3 separate regions of the Mus musculus genome follow, and all the other regions are linked to region 3. A link is a contact called in public Hi-C data. All regions are on one chromosome and are shown on one strand. The core of a region is the stretch at or near the end of the contact, and the rest is flanking DNA. Distances in the headings are between cores, read along the strand shown. Region 1 has its middle 16 kb from the start of Gm22521. Region 2 has its middle 48 kb from the start of Gm30159. Region 3 overlaps Pvt1 (Pvt1 oncogene).

Region 1 (4,067 bases), core at 167-2,666, 590 kb after region 3:
CACATGATCTCAATATGTAACATGTTTCTGTTCCTAGACCTAATATGTACCATCCACTAGCCTCAAAGCAAACACTTTTTAATTTCTCGTTTGGGAAAAATAAAACTAATCTAGGAGACAAAAGACAATACAGCAACATGGAGGACTCATCTATTTACAATTAGATATAGACTATGCTTTTTATTTTAGAATTAATATGCATCTCACTAATGCCCAAAATGAACTCACATTCTAAAGCTGGGTTAGGAGAAAGAGAAAGGGGAAGACCCCTGAGATCTGTGAATGACAAGGAAGAGGTGTGTTTGCACTTTTCACCAAGAAAGGCTTGAGAGAAGAATGCAAGCAATCCTTCTTGTGGAAACAGGGTAGTTCTCTGTGGTAAATCACCTGCCTGGGGCTTCCCCAGATCAAGAACACCGAGAAAGAGTTGCAAGCCCTTGACTAGAAAGACCATATTAGGGCTGAGGACCTAAAGTCCATCTGAATCTTATTGCTCTTATTGCTATTACATGCTCCTTTGAGGAGAGATTGTAAACATAATAACAATCATATTATCCCACTACCTCTTGAACAGATTATCTTTGCTGGTTGAATGTGTGTGTGTGTGTGTGTGTGTGTGTGTGTGTGTGTGTGTGTGTTTGCATGCACATTTTAGGAGAGTTTATTTACATTGGTGACTCTATTCCAGTGTATTTGACTCTTCTGTGATAAAAGAGGAACAGAAAAATGAGACTGAGAAAAGATAAGGTAAGAGTTGTCAGATCATCATTCCGGTAATTCTTTCTTCTAGACACCAGGCAAGGCAATGCACTTGGACCTAAAAACACACAGATCAGCAAAGCCTATTCTAGAGGCATCTATGGTCTAGATAGAGTAACCTAGGGCTTAGAGAGTATTATGAAAATGGTATCTATATTCTTAGGAATAAGGAAGGCACAGTGCTTAACACTGCATAGTTGCCCTATAGCAAGCAGAAACTAATCAGTATATTGCCAAAAGCCACAGGTGGCAATCCCTAGTTAGGGGATTCCCTAACTAGTTTGCTTTAGGCCATTACCTGGGTCCAGCTGGCCCAGCTGGCCCAGGTGTTGAGGTAGGGATGCACAGACATTCCTGTTAGTACTTCCTTCATGCAAATTCACATCCTCTCTTGATTAAAAAAAATCTCTATCAAATAAGTCTCTTGATAAAATTTTTTAAAGCAAATTCCTTTAAGGAAATGGATCAAGATATACTTCTAAACATATAAAAAGTGACGAAGTGACAATTTAGTAAGATATTAAAATCTTCAAACCCATGAACTTCCTGTTTTACTCTTCAAAAATGATTAAAGAAGACCGTGGTGTTGGAGACGATAATGATAGCCACCACAGTGTAGATAAAGTCAGTAAGAATAACAGGCATTGGAGGCATTCTCAGAGCTTCCTATGTCTAAGAATTTTGTATGCATTTCTGTGAGACCGTTATCCTGTTTCAGTTTTGCAGATAAAGAAATAGGACACTTGTTTGCCTCAGATCACACACATTTTCAAAAGGAGGACATGTGTTCAAATCTAAGTGTGCTTGACTGCAGAGTCTAAGTCCCTATCTGTTGTCTGCCCTGTGTGTGAAAGGAGATGCTGAGCTCTACTCCAAAGATCTCCACTACCTCATGGAGAAGTGAGGAAAGACAAGAAGGAAAATGAGGGGAAATGTCCTCTCAGAAGGGCAAAGAGGTAAAAGATTACATACTCTGTTAATGACTTCTATTAGGCGTTGCAAATCATTCCCCTACCCCACCCCAGACTCCAATAGTTTGTCCGTGTTCATGGCTTAGTCTCCTTGAAAGGTGTTTTTCAACCCATCCATATTCTCTCTAATTGGGTGTCAACTAAAATATCAGTTAGCGACTTCCATTAATAGACAATATTGCAAACTACAAAACATCTTTTCCTACTCTCTAGCTTCACACATGCAGGTGAGTTGCACTGAAGACCAAATATGAAAGAAAGAGAATCGCATTTACCCAGCTCAAGTAAAATGGGTAAATGGCTTTGCAGTCTCCCTCTGCTTGTCTGGCTCCACATGACATCTTCCTTGTGGAAAGTGCTTTATATATGTCACCCTGACCTCCATTTCCTCCCATCTACTATGAAAACTTGCTTAATGAGATTCCCGCCAAAAAGAAAGGTTATCTAGAACTTCAAAATTATTAAGAAAAGGAAGTTTGACTCGCTTGTGGAGGCTTCTCTTAAAGTACTATATATAGCAGTTGCTTTTATGTTCATAGCTACAGAGAAATACAACTTCCTGCTTTCTCTGAAAAATGGTGTTAGAGCTTGCAAGCTGGGGCTAGGCTCTAAAAAAATACTTGCATCCAGGTCATCAGCCTATGTGACTCATTAGAAGTCTGTGACTATGCAAAGCAAAAATGAATTTTTTTTTTTATCGTGGACCTTAGTCTTCACTTCAATTTTCTAATCCCAGGGAATTGTATATATTTTGTCTCTGAATTACTATTTTAATAATGTGTTAACAATAGAATTAGTCTATGACTTTCATCATCATTTCATTCAATGATTTTCCAATATGTATGACCATGTTGCCATTGTTTCTGAATAAATAGGCAAAGACAGAAGAGAACTGGTATTGAACATGGAATTAGAATCTATTTATCTTGGTCAGCTTACTTGTGTTTTTTTTTTTTAAGATTTATTTATTTTATATATGTGAGTACACTGTCAGACCACACCAGAAGAGGACATCAGAACCCATTACAGATGGTTGTGAGCCTCCACGTGGTTGCTAGGAATTGAGCTCAGGACCTCTGGAAGAGCAGTCAGTGCTCTTAACCACTAAGCCGTCTCTCCAGCTAGTCTTGCTTTTTCATCTGCACACAGGCCTTAGGAATATGCAAGTGTTGATAGCGAGACATTTATTAGTAAGGAGTCAGAGTTAATTGAACATCAACAAAATTTATTTTCTGCATTACGCTCTGAGTGTCAAATAAATATTTATTCCTACAAACATGAAAGTCACTTTTCTCATGCATTTTCTCATAATGTGTTATTTTTCATGGGTGGCAAATAAGTTGTTAAAATAACTGAACTACTTTTAAATAATATCTAAAAAAAAAAAAAAAAACCTCAGCTTTTAGTAATGCTAACTTTGAGTAATTGGATAAAGTGTGGTGTCAGACTTCATCAGTGCAAAGTCCCTTTTTCTCTGATTGTGTTCATTAAATTATCTGTTAGAAAACAATGCTGAAGTTGGAATGAACTGATAACAGGTGATTCCTAATGAGATGTGCTGACATTACTTGGGAATGCTTATGGCCAAGATGTGTAAATGAAATCTAATTGCTAAAATATATGAGGCTTAGGAGTCAACCTCTAAAGCTGTATACAAAAATGAGTGCTGAGTAATCTCTAAAAGTGTTAGTATTGGTCTGGGAAAATGACTCAGTGAGTAAAGGGCAGCCTGAGAAAGCATATAGACCTGTGATCCGATCATTAGTGCCCATATCTAAAGCTGGGAGCCGCCATGATTATCTGTTACTGCAGCACTGGAAAGCAAAGACAGCTGAATTTCCAGCTGCAACTCTGGGCTCCAGGTTCATTGAAACGCTAATTAAATAAAAATTTGGAGAGAAATTAGAGGATGACACTGACAGTCTACCCCCAACCTCTCCTCTACATTTGCATATGTGGGCAATCACATGTGCCCACATATGTATCACTCACACACACACACTCACAGCCAGTGAGAGGAAAAAACAAACAAACAAACAAACAAACAAAAAAAAAAACAGGAGGGACTAGGGACCATTCCCAAGTAAGAACAAGAAGAGACACAGCACACAGCATCACAATATAATATGTGGTCTTAACTTAGATCCTAGACCAGGAATAACTGTTATTACAACTTATTAATAGCCAGACATGTAGCTATCTTATGCCTCTAAATCCTCGAATTTGGGAAGCAGAAACAGGTAGATCTCTGTGAAGTCCAGGACAGCCTAGTCTACATAGTGAGTTCTAGGCAACCAAGGGAACACAGAGAAACCTGTTGAAAGAAAGAGACAGGGA
Region 2 (4,046 bases), core at 1,197-3,696, 970 kb after region 3:
CCAATAACACATAGCACCTCACAATTGTCTATAACTCCATTTCCAGAAGAGCTTCTGGTCATGTTTAGGCAGCCATGTAGGTGAGACTTTATGAGTACAGAATCTGAAATTGGTAAGAGATACAATATCACAGCAAATTCCTTTCTAAGACTCTTAAAATCTTTCCTTCTGCTCTTTCACAATGATCCCTGAGTCTTAGATAACAGGCATGGTACTGTAGATGATTCTGTTGAGACTGGGCTCCACAACTCTAAATTTTGATTGGTTGTGGTTTTCTGTAATGATTTCCACATGTTGCAAAGAGGAGTTTTCCTGATGAGGCGTGGGAACTATACTTTTGTGTGGGTATAAAGAGAAATATTTACAATGTAGTATTTGGGGTGGAGCACATTGATTTAGTAAAGTGGTGACTGAAGTTTCTTTTCTAAGATTCATGACTTCACTAGCTCTGGCTAGTTGGATACGTCTTCAGAAAGAGGAATCATTTCTCACATGTGCATTGGGTATTAAATCAAATTGGAGAGTTTTTGGTTACTACCAAAGAATGTATGCCACTACTGCACCCTGAGGGTTATCTTGGTGGTCATTAATGTGATTCATATGTGTCATACTTGGGTAGAAATATTTGTTTATGTACTCATAAAGTCTCACCTACATGGCTGCCTAAGCATGACCAGAAGCTCTTCCGGAATACTTCCCTTCTTTGGAAGTTTGCATGGCACCTTCTGGTACCATGAAAGCTAGTCTTCATAGGTGAGGTTTTGAGGTCACCTCCAGCATAGGGGGTCTCTGGGCCCCATTTGATATATGATTTGATCATCGCAAACGTATGTGATGAACTAGTCACTCATTTTTTTACTTATAAATTTGGTTTCAGTCGTGTTGAGGTTTGGTCATTTGCTATGTATGATAATGCTAACTACTGGTCCTCAAGGCCTGGTTGTCTTCAGGGATGACAGAATTTGTAAATACACAAGTGCTGTCCCCCAAGTTATTCCCCATTGGTGAATAAAGATGCTTATAGTTGATAGATGGGCAGAAGAGAAATAGGCAGGGTTTTTGGGTTCCTGAGCTTGGAGTCAAAGGAGATCATGAGAGGGGAGAGAGGAAGGTAGAGAAAGGAGAGACTCCATGGGTTAGATGAGTTATGAATACATGGCCATGAGGGCTGGCTTTGAGTTAAGAGCTGCTCAGAGAGAACGTGGCAAATTATAATTTGGGATTATTGATGGAGAAATAGATTCTAATAGATTTCAAGGTAGATACCTACCCAAATCAAGTGCTGATTAAGGCTTATAAGTAAATATAAAGACTGTGTATCTTTTATCTGGGAATTAAGTGATCAAAGGCTGGATAGAAAACTCCATTTGAGATTAAATGATTTCTATAACACAGTAGCAATTTGTTTTAGATTCCTTAAGATGTGATTGACTCACCTGCATTCAGAAGCTCACAACCCAATGAAGAACATACAGATAATTACATAAAATATGCACTTAGTTAAGCAATTATGATAAAATGTGGTGGGCATTAATGGAGGAGCTGAGACATCACAATTAGTTGTTGAGTACTTTGCTCAAGGGAGCCAGAGAAGATTCATCAAACTGAAGACAAGTTAAAGGTAAGAAAGGAATCTGGCAAATATCCACTTAATGAGAAACCAGAAGCCGTGTGCTGGCATCACAGAGAAGTCTACTTCTATGGAAGACATATCACAAAAAATAATAATAAATAAGATAGAAAGTGATCAAGGAAGAGACTCAGTGTTGGTTTCTGCACCACACCTATAAAGTCATGGACACAGACACAGACATACAGACACAGATGCATAAACAAACACACAGACACAAAGACACACAGATACAGACACACAGAGAGACATAGACACCCAGACACAGACACCCAGATACACACACAGACATACAGACACATAGACACAGAAATAGATATACATACACAAACAAACAAACACACACACACCTACACAGACAGAGACACATACACACAAACACACACAGACACACATATATACATATACACATTCAGACATACCGACACTCACACAGACACACACACAGTCACACACACACACACACACACACACACAGACAAATACACAGATACAGAGACAGACACACACACACAGACATACAGACCCAGACATACACACAGACACATATACAGACACACACACACAAACATACAGACACATATACACATAGACACATGCATGTACACAGACAGACAGGCAGACAGGCAGACACACACACACACACTATTACCACTATGTGAATGAGGTTTGTTTTGGGTAAGATGCTCAGATTTGCATCTTATTTTCCCTGTTTCCCAGAAGGGAAACTTGACCTGACTCTTTTTACTCTAGCCATAGGGAAAGTCCGGAGGCAGCCAAGTTTATGCTGGACTGGAAATGAAATGTCAAATGTCAAGAGTCTACTTCCTGCTTGCTGTTTAATCATTAGACATAATTTTTGTCATGTGGAAAATGAGTTCATTATAATCAGACTGGAAATTCATGTACCTGAAAATCTTTAGAAGGGAACTCAGAGGGAAGAAACACTACTGGATAGCAGATACAAAACAATTCTTATCAGTTCAAATCTGTTTTACATTTCATTCCAGACTCTGTGAGTTAGCACCACAACAATGAACCTTTGTAAATTAATGAGGGTAACAGCAGGGAAAGAATCAATCAGCCACTCTTGTTCCTGAACCTTCCCCTTGGTAACAACCTAAAGTGAACCTTGGAGTCAAGACCTCAGACTAATAGCCTGCTTTTTTACCCTTTGAACAGAACAATTAAATAATCACATTCCTCTCAGCCCATTTCCTGAATGTATTAATTAGATTAAAGCACAACTTGTCAGCCTCTCCTGAGAGGAAAGGGTTTCTTGGATCTGGTTTCTCTTGCCCTCCAGCTTCCAATAAGCATGGACAGCTTTCAAGTAGGGGGGTCGGGGGGGGGGGGGAGGCTGGTACCTGGACAAGCAAACTGCTATTCTGTGCAGTTGCTATTCTTTCTCCTGGACTAGCTCACTCATTCCTTTCATCCTAACTCATCTACTATGGCATGTACATGTTTTGATTAGAATCCATTCTCCTAGAAGTTTATTTCTCTGAAAATACAGAAGCCATTTGGTAGCTCTGTGAGGCTGAATCTTGCCATCTCATCCATCTACACACCTGTCCACCCATCCATTTGCCCATCTATCCATCCATCCACCCACAACTTAAGACAGTGGTTCTGCAAGATCCTATCTGTGTGAGCAGATGCAAATTACTTAATCTTTCTGTATTTCTGCTTCTTTGTCTCCAAAATGGTGAAAGAAACAAGCTATACCTGTGTGGTTTCTGTGAGAGATCTTGAATTCATTGCTATGAAATGCTTCAACTACAATCTGGTAGGCATTTCCCAGTCCTAGGATTATAGGATTTCAAATATCAACATGGCTCTATTTCTGCCACAAAATGTTAAAACACCAAGCCAAAATGCTCACACACTAGATTAAATGAAGTGAGAGAGGCATGTGGCACCCTAAAAGTGCAGAAGGTGAAGAACTGGAGCCAGGCTCGGTACTGCCTGCCAAGACTTCTGCAAAAGCCTCTTGTCTGTGGAGGCCTCACCCTTCATTCAGCTAAGTGGCAAGTTCTGGAATTTCAACTTAAAATAGCAGTATCTACTACTGTACAATTCTGGTTTTTTCATTTTTTTCTGTCTATTACGTAACCTTACAATGCATCCATTAGTTAGCAATACACTCTATATTTTCCCTTTCATTTGATTATCGCAACTGTTTACAAGACCACCATAGACACTGCCGGAACAGGTTTCAGATACCGTTTTTGTTAGTTTGTTTGTTTGTTTGCTTGCTTGCTTGATTTTGCTGGGTATGGGATCAAACATTGTGCATGCTAGACAAGTAATCTACTATGAAGCTTCACCCATACACTTGGCATTTTGAGCAAGGTCTTCCCTGTGTAGCTCAATCTGGCCTAGAACTTGCTATTTGTCTAGGCTAGACCTCAAA
Region 3 (4,010 bases), core at 1,137-3,636:
GCTGCATAGTGCTTAATAGTTTTTTTTTTTTTCCTTAAGGCTATACACGCCTCTTCCTTTTGATCCATTTCCCCCTTTTTATTTCTACTTCTGCCTTTACTCAGGTCATAGAATTTCTTTTTCCCTCATCCTAAACTCTTGAACTACTCGATTTCTCTCCCTCCTTACCTTGCATCTGTCCATCCATCCATGAAAGCTGCAGCCCATATAGATGCTGGCATATCAGGCCAAGTCTAAAGGACCTGCCTCCAGGTGCTATGTCTAACTAGACAAGGGAAGATCCCAGAAGGGGTCCCTTGGCACTGGCTTTTGCTGCTGGCTGTGGGGTATAGAGGAGAGCCATTAAGACAGGTAGTGAGCCATTGAGCCACTGGGTCCTCTTCTGCCTCCTGTGGACTTCTAGGACCATTACTGGCTAGTCACCGCTCCATCCTTCCTGTCCCATCCCATCATTAGTTTGGACCTTTTTCTGAAAGTAGGAGGATGTGTTCTGGTATTGTATTCTGGGACACTCAGGCTAACGGGTCCTTACTAGTCATTCTTATCTTTGTGCTTCCTGACAGTGGGGCCAAGAGTCTCACTCATCACCATATCTCCACCTTCTAATACAATTCTGGGTATGTGCTTGATACACACTGTAGGGTGCATGAATGAATGGCATAAATGAAATAACAGACAGGCTGGGGATGGTGTTGAGAGGCCACCCTGGCTAGTTATCTGGGCTTGTGTTTCCGGGGGTCTTATCCCCTCTTGTCAGATTCGGGTCCAGGACAACGGTTCTATTGTTCACAGATAGCATAGCCTATCTGAATGCCTCTCTGGGCAGCCCTCTGTCACACCCTGAGCTCCTGCCCTATCTCTGGCCCCACCTGGTCCCCTTGCTGACACCCGTGCGGTGGGCCTGAGGAAAACTTTCATGTAGCCGGCATGACTGCTCCTTGATCTCTTTTCCCCTGTGTAAAAATTCATGGAAGAGTGCACCTGAGTCTCCTTCACTCTCTGCAGTTGCAGGAGGCCTAGATAATAGCTTCCATAACTCCTCAGTGTGACTATCAAACATACAGCTTAATCTCAAATATGGACGTTGTCTGACAGGTCCATTCCTATTCCACTCTGCCGTGGGATAAGCTGAGGTCCCCAATGACATCAAGGTCACATGACAGTAGTAAAAGAGACTGAAATTAGAACCAGCCATCCACCCTGACCCATCTTAGTCCTTTTTTCCATAAGTGGCCCACCCACAACACTAAATTTATTTCTCCTTTCTTACTTTCCTCACTTTCAAGTGGACCAAAGAGAGATTCTACAAATGTGATAACTCAGGATGGTTTTGAGTCTGTTATTAATTAACCGCATCTTGTATCCTTCATGTATCTGAAGGATATCTGAAAGATGTCTTAGGTACGGCCACCCTAAGGAGCTGAAGTAGCTCCTAGAGATTGCCTAGCGAAGGGCTGGGTAACTTCTCTCTTCAGTTTTATTAGCTGTGGTTATTGAATTGGGACATCTTTATAAAATGAAATGCTATATAGCTATTTAAAAGAGTCAGCTGGAAAGAAAAGTATATGACTTATGCACATATTAATTAGTTGAATTTAGACTTCTACAATGTGCATATATATATAAAATATGCCATATTATATATACCATATACCAATTATATATACCATAAATATGTGTAATTTTTATTTGTCAATTAAAATTGTTCAATTGTAGTTACTAATGGATCTTGGAGGCAATGCAGAACATGGTTGAAATAATCACTCTAAAGAATAGCACCAATCTTAGCCATGATGACTTGGCTTTTTTAAAGGAGGGTATAAAATAGCAGAGTGTGAGGTTCACTTCCATCTCCTCCTTAACACACAGCCACGGTCCCCCACATCAGCCATTCAATCTACTGCAGACACGGTACCCCTGTCATGTTCTGTTATCTCTGTCTCTTCGCTGACCTGTCAGTCTTTCATGAAGTCTAGTCTAGCACTGCTTACAGATACAGTGAGATTACCAGGGCCAAGCCAGAATGGACATGTAATGGATTGTCCAGGGATACGAATGAATGAACAAATGAATGAACGAATGAATGAATCAATAGAGAAGAGAGAATTTTCCCGCAATTTCTTTCTACCTTCTACTCCTTGAGTGCATGAAGCCAGTATCTAAGTCCCACTCTCCTCTCTCCCTCTTCTGGTCCCATCCCTGCCCCCTTCCTCTCCTTGAGTATCTTGACTCAACAAGGCTTCCTCATCCTTCCCAGGCTTCAGAGAAATCAGGAGCGGTGAATGATCGAAATGGACCTTTGAGATTACAGTGTGGAGCTGACATTGCCAGTTAAGCCTGGGCAGATCTGACTTAATTGATTTAGTTGTTGGAGCAGAGACAACCCAGAGGCTTGGATCAGCCTCCCCATCTGACAGTGTGCTGGTGAGTCAGATCTGTTGGGGTTTGAGTCTGTGCTCTGGGTACGGCTGCCTGGGTGACCTTGGCTGTGTTACTCACCCTTGTTGAATCTCAATTTCCTGATCTGCAAAAGAAGACTTAAGTGCGGCTTTGGAGGTCCTGGTGAGGATGAGCCTTGATAACGCTGGTGCAAATGCCCTTTAGAGACAGCAGGAGGGTGAAAGTGCTTATTGTGTGTAGAGTAGAGGAGGTTGCTGTCATTTCTCAGGGAGGAATCCCAAGGCCAGGTCAGAAGAGGTTATAATTTGACTCTTGTTCTGTTCGATGCACTTCTCAAACTGCCCAGGGTTTGCAGCTTAAGCGCATAAATTATCCTGCTCCAGCAGACCCTGTGTTCTGTAGTGAGCCATATGTTGGAGGAGATAGAGATCCTTATCTAGCAGAGTAATATTACCCAGCAAGGGATGACATTTCTTATCAGAGGCTGAGGAGTCAGAGATAGGAGCTTTTCTTTTCAATGGCTGCCAGACCTCTATGTCCTGGGCTGGCACGGTGGGTGGTGGGAAGGGCTTGATGCCTAGGAGTGGACAGCTGATGCTGTTGCAGGCATCAGCTGGCCTTCATCTCTTATGACAACCAGGCCTGCTAGGCTTGCCTTGTCAGAAGTGGGTCCTTTAGAGATTTTTGCATGTGGATGCTCTGATAGCGACTAGGCAGAGGGGAGTGAGAAAGGAAGAGGGGAACCTCATAATGGTGCAGGCCAACATTGGGTGGAGGCGGAGCCCCAGCCTGTGTCAGGCTCCCCTTTCTAGGAGCACAGGCAATCCCCTGCTGCATGGACAAAGCCTGGCTTTCTATGCAATGGCTCTGTAGGGTAGGGTATCTCTGTTCCTACTAAAACCAAGCTGTTGGAACGCTTCTATGCTCCTCCCAAGTCAGCTTCCTAGAGGCTCTGTGCCTTGTGCTCTGTCCTGGAAGTTGAGTTGTATGGATGCATCCACAGGGTGACTGAACTGTGAAATGCTCAGCTTCTATCGGGAGGACAGACCTGGAGTTTGTTCTCCCTCTGACACACTGCTGGTACTTTCCTAATTCAGACAGTATCTACACAGAAGGTCTACACAGAACGTGCCATCCCTGTGTTACTTGCCAAGTGGTCCCCTTAAAGCCTCAGTTTCTTTGTCTATAGCAGGATGAAGTGATGTCAGATCTTTCTATCTCTCCCATGACTAGTTTTGAGGGTCTCAATTTCAAGGCCATGGCTTTCTGAAGGAAAAGAGTTTATGCAGACCCCGAGACCTGTTCTGAGGAAAAGCTCACTGCAGATGGGGTACCATCATGGACCTGGTTGACTCCATGCTTTGGGAATGTGACTTGTATAAAAGGCCCACGATCAGGCTTCTTTCCTTCCTGATTTTTGGGAAGTCTTGTCCTGTCCTGTCCAGCTCTGCTCTCAAGTAATAATCTTGCTTCATCAAAAGGAAAGAGAAGTGGTTTTCTTTCTTCCGGGACCCCTTCCCATCAGCAGTTCCTCTCCCTCTGCTTCTTTCCTGGTAGCCCCACATCTCTGTTTCCATCTGTCTCTTCTCTCTCCGATCAACCTTATCTTG

The links. A called contact is a pair of places that touch in the nucleus more often than the background predicts.
Region 1: a contact with region 3 is called in a Hi-C map of the G1E-ER4 cell line, with 11 times the contacts expected there. The contact joins two enhancer-like sites. A contact is called at or near these places in 7 of 484 Hi-C or Micro-C datasets (the AML12 cell line, the G1E-ER4 cell line, the N1E-115 cell line and 2 more) and 3 of 115 datasets of contacts at active chromatin or transcription factors (CD8 T cells, large pre-B cells and memory CD8 T cells).
Region 2: a contact with region 3 is called in a Hi-C map of the N1E-115 cell line, with 4 times the contacts expected there. The contact joins two enhancer-like sites. A contact is called at or near these places in 1 of 15 datasets of contacts at CTCF or cohesin (the NIH/3T3 cell line) and 1 of 484 Hi-C or Micro-C datasets (the N1E-115 cell line).

Annotation. Positions count from the first base shown.
Region 1 is chr15:62,807,230-62,811,296 of GRCm38.p6, forward strand. No RefSeq gene overlaps it. Among named protein-coding and RNA genes, the nearest start is that of Gm22521, 16 kb to the left of the region's middle. Within about 2 kb of position 1,417, at least 34 of the 459 cell types and tissues checked have an H3K27ac peak or open chromatin away from gene starts, as enhancers often do. A contact at or near this core is called in CD8 T cells and the G1E-ER4 cell line, where this site is marked.
Region 2 is chr15:63,191,630-63,195,675 of GRCm38.p6, forward strand. No RefSeq gene overlaps it. Among named protein-coding and RNA genes, the nearest start is that of Gm30159, 48 kb to the left of the region's middle. RefSeq lists an enhancer at 2,308-3,159. Within about 2 kb of position 2,447, at least 20 of the 459 cell types and tissues checked have an H3K27ac peak or open chromatin away from gene starts, as enhancers often do. A contact at or near this core is called in the N1E-115 cell line, where this site is marked.
Region 3 is chr15:62,220,480-62,224,489 of GRCm38.p6, forward strand. All of the region lies in intron 2 of Pvt1 (Pvt1 oncogene), which reads left to right. Among named protein-coding and RNA genes, the nearest start is that of Pvt1, 180 kb to the left of the region's middle. Within about 2 kb of position 2,387, at least 62 of the 459 cell types and tissues checked have an H3K27ac peak or open chromatin away from gene starts, as enhancers often do. A contact at or near this core is called in CD8 T cells, the G1E-ER4 cell line and the N1E-115 cell line, where this site is marked.